2 separate regions of the Mus musculus genome follow, and region 2 is linked to region 1. A link is a contact called in public HiChIP or PLAC-seq data. All regions are on one chromosome and are shown on one strand. Each heading gives the region's core, a stretch centred on a gene start, on an enhancer-like site or on the middle of the called end of the contact. The rest is flanking DNA. Distances are from core to core; before and after follow the strand shown.

What was found. HiChIP or PLAC-seq counts read pairs in DNA pulled down with a chosen protein or histone mark.
Region 2: a FOXA1 HiChIP or PLAC-seq map of pancreatic cancer cells shows a contact between it and region 1. The contact joins two enhancer-like sites. A contact is called at or near these places in 1 of 115 datasets of contacts at active chromatin or transcription factors (pancreatic cancer cells) and 1 of 9 other capture datasets (embryonic stem cells).

Annotation. Positions count from the first base shown.
Region 1 is chr11:85,928,362-85,931,238 of GRCm38.p6, reverse strand. No RefSeq gene overlaps it. Among named protein-coding and RNA genes, the nearest start is that of Tbx4, 43 kb to the right of the region's middle. Within about 2 kb of position 1,393, at least 9 of the 459 cell types and tissues checked have an H3K27ac peak or open chromatin away from gene starts, as enhancers often do. A contact at or near this core is called in pancreatic cancer cells, where this site is marked.
Region 2 is chr11:86,394,497-86,397,373 of GRCm38.p6, reverse strand. No RefSeq gene overlaps it. Among named protein-coding and RNA genes, the nearest start is that of Gm33528, 12 kb to the right of the region's middle. Within about 2 kb of position 1,448, at least 86 of the 459 cell types and tissues checked have an H3K27ac peak or open chromatin away from gene starts, as enhancers often do. A contact at or near this core is called in pancreatic cancer cells, where this site is marked.

The sequences.
Region 1 (2,877 bases), core at 144-2,643:
CATAGGTAGAGTCCCAGAGCTACTTTGAGGAGGCAGATGTATTCAGATTGCAAGCTACAGCCGCAAGTCCCGTGCTAGACATCAGTGCTTGGAAACTGAATATGTTGTTTGAATTGGCAGAGAGCAACCAACAGTTGCCTGGAGGCTCTGGAAATGGATCAACCAAAGTGCTATACACAAAATTCAAGGATGGCAAGGAGTAAATGAATCTGACCAGGACTGGAAAGATGGCTCAGTGGTTAAGAGCACTGGTTGCTCTTCCAGGTTCATCTCCTAGCACCCACATGGCAGCTCACAACTGTGTGTAACTCCAGTTTCAGGAAATCCATGGTGTGCTAGGTGCACATATATGTACATGCAGGCAAAATACCCAAACATGAACTATATCCTTTTTTTAAAAAGTTTAAATGAGTCTGACCGAGGAACTGGGGACACAGTTCAGTAGGTAAAACATCTTCTGTGTATGCCTGAGGTTCTGAGTTTAAATTTCAAACACGGATTTCAGGTTCAGAGAAGAGTAGCCCTGTCTAAGAACAAATATGGTGGACAGGGTGGGGGCAGAGGGGTTGGTGGTGGGGAAAAACACTAGCTATGTAAGTCCTGATGCCTGGAGCCCATGTACAACTGAGCTTGATGACTCCTATGTGTAATCCTGGTTATCCCACTGCAAAATGCAAAATGGGAGGGAGAGAATTCCCTTGATGCTCAAGGTCTAGCTTGGAGTACACAGTGGCAGACAACAAGGGAGACTCTGCCTCAAACATAGCAGAGGGAAGGACTGACATTCTAGATTTCCTTCAACTTCCACAAACACATCACGGTGTGCCTATATTCTCACATACAGGTATACACACATGAATAGGTAATAAAGTAGAGAATCAATTGAAGACATCCCAAAATCTATCATCAATTACCAATGGCATGTATGAGTCTTTTACTATTCTTTTGCATTCATTCTAGATTTGACTGTAAAGACATGTGTATATGAATAAACATATATGTATATGAATAAACATGTGTGTTTGAATAAGCATGTATGTGTATGTGTATAAGAGTAAACATACATGTGTGTTTTATGAATAAACATGTGTACACGTATGCATGTATAACATCTTAATTGTCTTTTGTTCTGCTCTGAGCTCCTTGTTGTGTTAGTGGCATGTTTTAAAACACATAGTATTGTAGTTGATTATGTGTCAGTCTTTTATGGTGGTTAGTGGACTTTGTGTGACTAAGCTCAAGATCACAGAGATGTCTTCCAAGTCTTTAAACATGCTGTTGTTTCATATCTGGACCACATCAATCGGAAATGAATGCACACAGTGTGAGTCAGGCCTCACACTTTATTTAGTTTCTTACGAGTACCCATGGGCACAGCACCATCCTTCCCCCACTGTGACACTGTCCTTCTGTAGTCCAGATATCACCCGTGTGGAGCTGTGTCTGAGTCTGCTCCATGCAGCACATGGTACTATGCCATCTGTCACCGCAGACTTCTGACGGTTTCTCACCTTGTGTGTAAGTCTCCACTTCTGTCTTCAGGAAGGCCAGGAGCTTGAACGCTGACTGAGGTAAGCCTAGTAGAAGACTGACTTGTCAGAATGGCTAAACCAAAACCAAAAACTCCTACCCACAACAAGGAAAATCATTTTTTGCAAGTTTATCAGATTTGTGGGCTTGTGTACATGTTGGGGGGTGGGGCAGTGACTACCAGAGGACAACATGCAGGACTCAGCTCTCTCCTACCACCATTCATGCCTGATTGTGTGGGTCTGGGGAGTGAGCTCAGATTCTCAGGCTTGGACACAAATGCCATAGTTGTCATCTCAGGACAAAGAAAGTGTGCCCTTCATTATGTTTATGCTTTATACAAAATGAGGAGTCTAATAATCTCCAAGCTGAAAAATCAACAGAAAAGGTTTTTGTTTTATAGCAGCAGCAGCAGCAGCCCCAGCAGCAGCCTCTGAGGCCCAGGCTAGCCTTTCCTTTGCCTCCCAAGGCTGTGATTACGGGCAGGTGCCACTACACTAACAACTTTTAGTTTTTCTAATGAAATTGTTCTGAAACAAACTAGCTGTAGGTAAAATCTGGCTTAGGATGAGGTTCTATAAAACTCATATAAAATAGTAGAAGGAAATATTCTGTTGCGTAGTGTCTTTTGACTCAGTAAATAGCAGACTCAGTAGTGCCCCTCCCCCCCCCAGAGCCTGACAGAGTAATTAGTGTCTACAGATCGTTTTAAAGTATGTTTAAGAATAATTAAATGCAAAAAGGGAGAGATCGTGAACATCAGAAAAAGTGATTTTTTTTTTTAAAGGTTGAGCTGTCTTTAAAAGAAATCAAACTGAATTTCAGGGGTTGAAACAATATTTCTTGAAATGAAAGTAACCATTGAGTGCATGGGAATGGAAAGTCTTAGTTAAATAAATGGCTGGCTTTAACCATAGACACATGAACTTGAGTCCTCATTAACGATCCCTTCCTACTGCAGGCTTTGAGCTGCTTCCTTCCGTCTTTGCCTAATGCCAGCAGACATGAAGCAGGGAGTGCTCTCCTAAGCTCCACATCTTTGCCCAGGGATATGGTCCTAAACGTTAAAAGTGGTATTTTTAATGAAACGCCATGGAGACAGTAATGCTCAAAAATGATCCAGTAAAGTCAAAAGCGAAAGAGAGATTTCTAGTGGTCAAGCGGGTTAGCCTGGGAAGGGTGGTGATGGTGATGCCACCCAAATAGGATGAGGGGCGGAGTCCATCTGAAGCTGCACGACAGAGGCTGGGTTCATGTCAACATAGCCCTGATATGGACAGTAGAGCCTGCCTAGCTTTAGAGCAGATCTAAGTTCCCACTGCTGTTCTACAGCTTACAGTTGCACAT
Region 2 (2,877 bases), core at 199-2,698, 470 kb before region 1:
TTTTTTCTTATTGGCAAGAGCTCAAATTACACTTGACTAGGCTTCACAAGAGATGACAATTATGACTGGCCATGCTCATATCTCTAGCCGGTGAAAATTCTACCTATCCACCCGACTAAGTGGGCAGTGAGTCACATGACCCTGATCACAGTTATCTGGATACCTGCCCGATGTGTGGCTATAAACCATATCCAGCAACCTTTGTCCTGTGTGCTTTGGTTTTAAGAGATAAGCAGAAGTCAAGCCTTCTCTCTTGGGAACCTGCAGTGAGGCACAGAGGGAAGCTTCAAGTAGGTTGTGGGCTAAAACCAGAAGACCATAGAGATGCAGAGGCTAGAGGGGTCAGTTGTTTGCAGTCCGGTTGAGAAGGCTAGTGAAGAGGGGAGGTAGGCTGAGTGGGAGTTCAGGAGGGCCCAAGAGAGAAAGGCAATGGCGTTCTCTAGTGCTCGGCTGCAGGCTGCCCAGCTCAGCTGACCCAGGTTTTTGATAGACATAGTTTTCCTGAGTCTTCCTTTTGACCAGCCTAGGAGTAACATATCTTTAGTAATTTGACTGTTTCTAGTAACCAACAGTTTGGATCAGATAGCTCATCAACATTCTGCCTCATGCTGCTCTAGTTATTAATGTGTCCACTCTTCAAAAGCTCCCTGTTTGGTTGCCGTTTCAGTGGGGCCCCTCCATCTCTAGTCAAAGAAAACCACATCAATGGCTGTAAAAGGGGCGGGTATTGCAAGGGCTGGTGTCTGATGCCAAAACCCAGCCTGAAGGAGAGGAGGCTCCTGGGACCAAGGACACAAGGCCTTTTAGGACTTTAGCTTGATCCTCCTCCTCCCCTTCTTCCTCCTTCTCCTCTTCTTCCTCTTCTTCCTCCTCTTCCTCCTTCTCCTCCTCTTCTTCTCCCTCTTTCTCTTCTGTTTAGTGAGACAGGGTTTTCCAGTGTTATCCAAGCTGACCTCAAACTCACTCTGTAGCCCAGAGTGGCCTCAAACTCATAATCTTCTTGCCTCTGCCACCTAAATGCTGGGGTTATAGTTATGTACTACCAAACCTGGCTTAATTGACACCTGGACCAATGTGTGGCTATGAATTAATTGAAAGTTTTTCATTCCTGCAAGTTGTCCTCTGATACACAAACACACACACACACACACACACACAAATAAATAAATAAACATGCCTGTCTTGATATAAAATATATTTGTGTAAGAAGGAAGGCAAACAGGCTCTTCTTTGAATTTCTTCATCAGCAAATGACAGGCAATAGAATGGTTAGGAACCTGGTAGAAGGGGAGCTGACCATCCCTGATAGCAGATCTCTTTACACTGTCACAGGAGGGGGGCGGGGGGATCTAAAGCCAATGCTTGCAAAGAGCCAAGACACACCTACCCATGGCCACCGGAGGGTGCCAGATCACTGGGCTAAGTGCCCGGTCCAGGCTCCGTTTTCAACAATTCTAGGAGGCTGGTCTGTGAACTGAAAGAGGAAAGAGCTGATCCAGGCATATGCCTTGCTTACTGGGGGTGTTGTTAAGTTCTAGGGACCTGGGACAAGCCTGGAGAACTGGGGCAGGACCTTTGGCAAACTCAGAGCCTCAGGAAATCCTAGGATGGGCTCTGTCTGCTCTAAGGTTTCAAATTACCACGTCTGGAAGAGAGCAGGCCATTAAGACGTCAGGACAAGAGAATGCTCAGGGAGATGAGGAAACAGATTGGAGTTGAAGAACCTCTACAGAAGTCGGATAGGGTCAAGAGAGCAAGAGAAAGATATGACCCGTGGCAAATGGAGCTGAAGGCAGCCGCTTTGTGGTGCATCTGTCCTGCAGGCTGTCTTCTGGGAGCACCCTGCCACAATTCAGACTGGGCTGTAAAATTATTTTTCAATCTTAAAGTAAACTCTATTGATTAACGCAACCATACACCGAGATAATAGATATTAAAGCACAAAGTTATAATGACATCTATAAAACCCCAAGGTTAGTTAATGTATAATTATCTAATGTGTGCAGTATTACTTGTCAGTGCTTATCTGTACCTGTTTGCGCACTGCTGGAACCAACACATTGTGGTCTGAATTTGTAGAAAAGGGAGAAAATTCTACTAATCAGAAGACCAGAAAATAGTCAAGAAACAATTTAGGCTGTGGAAAACAAGGAGAGTGTAGGCAAATGACAATAATAAAAAAATATATATTTCATGGTGTCACATCTCTGTAATCCCAGCACTTGGGAAGTAGAGGTATCACGAGTTCCAGACCAGCCTGCACTACATAGCCAGATCCTGTCTCAAAAAACCTGAAAGAGGGCTGGCGGGATGTCTCAGTGGGTCACTGGGGTAAAGGCCTGACTGCGATCCCCAGGACCCATATGATAAAAGAGAGACTCCTGAAAGTTTTATCTGACCTTCACTCTTGTGCTATGGCCCACACGAGCCCACACACTTACAAACAAGCAAAATAAACAAATAAATAAATGTAAAAAAAGCAAGAACATTATTTGTATTCCCATCCATCGTAATTGGCCTTTGAGCCAGGCAGTGGTGCCGCATTCCTTTAATCCCAGCACTTGGGAGGCAGAGGCAGGCAGATTTCCGAGTTCGAGGCCAGCCTGGTCTATAGAGTGAGTTCCAGGACAGCCAGGGCTACACAGAGAAACCTTTTCTCAAAAAAAAAAAAAAAAAAAAAAAAAAAAGGCCTTTGAATCTTATTTTTAAAAACAGAGTTTATGAGCATGTTCAGTTTGATATTCTTTTATATCTACTGTCATCTCATAAATGTCTCTATAATAAAATTATTTTTCATGGCTGCATATGGAACCCTGAATTTTATGTGTGTTTATCACAAATTACTACTTATTCTGTAGTTAAATACTAAATTTGTTT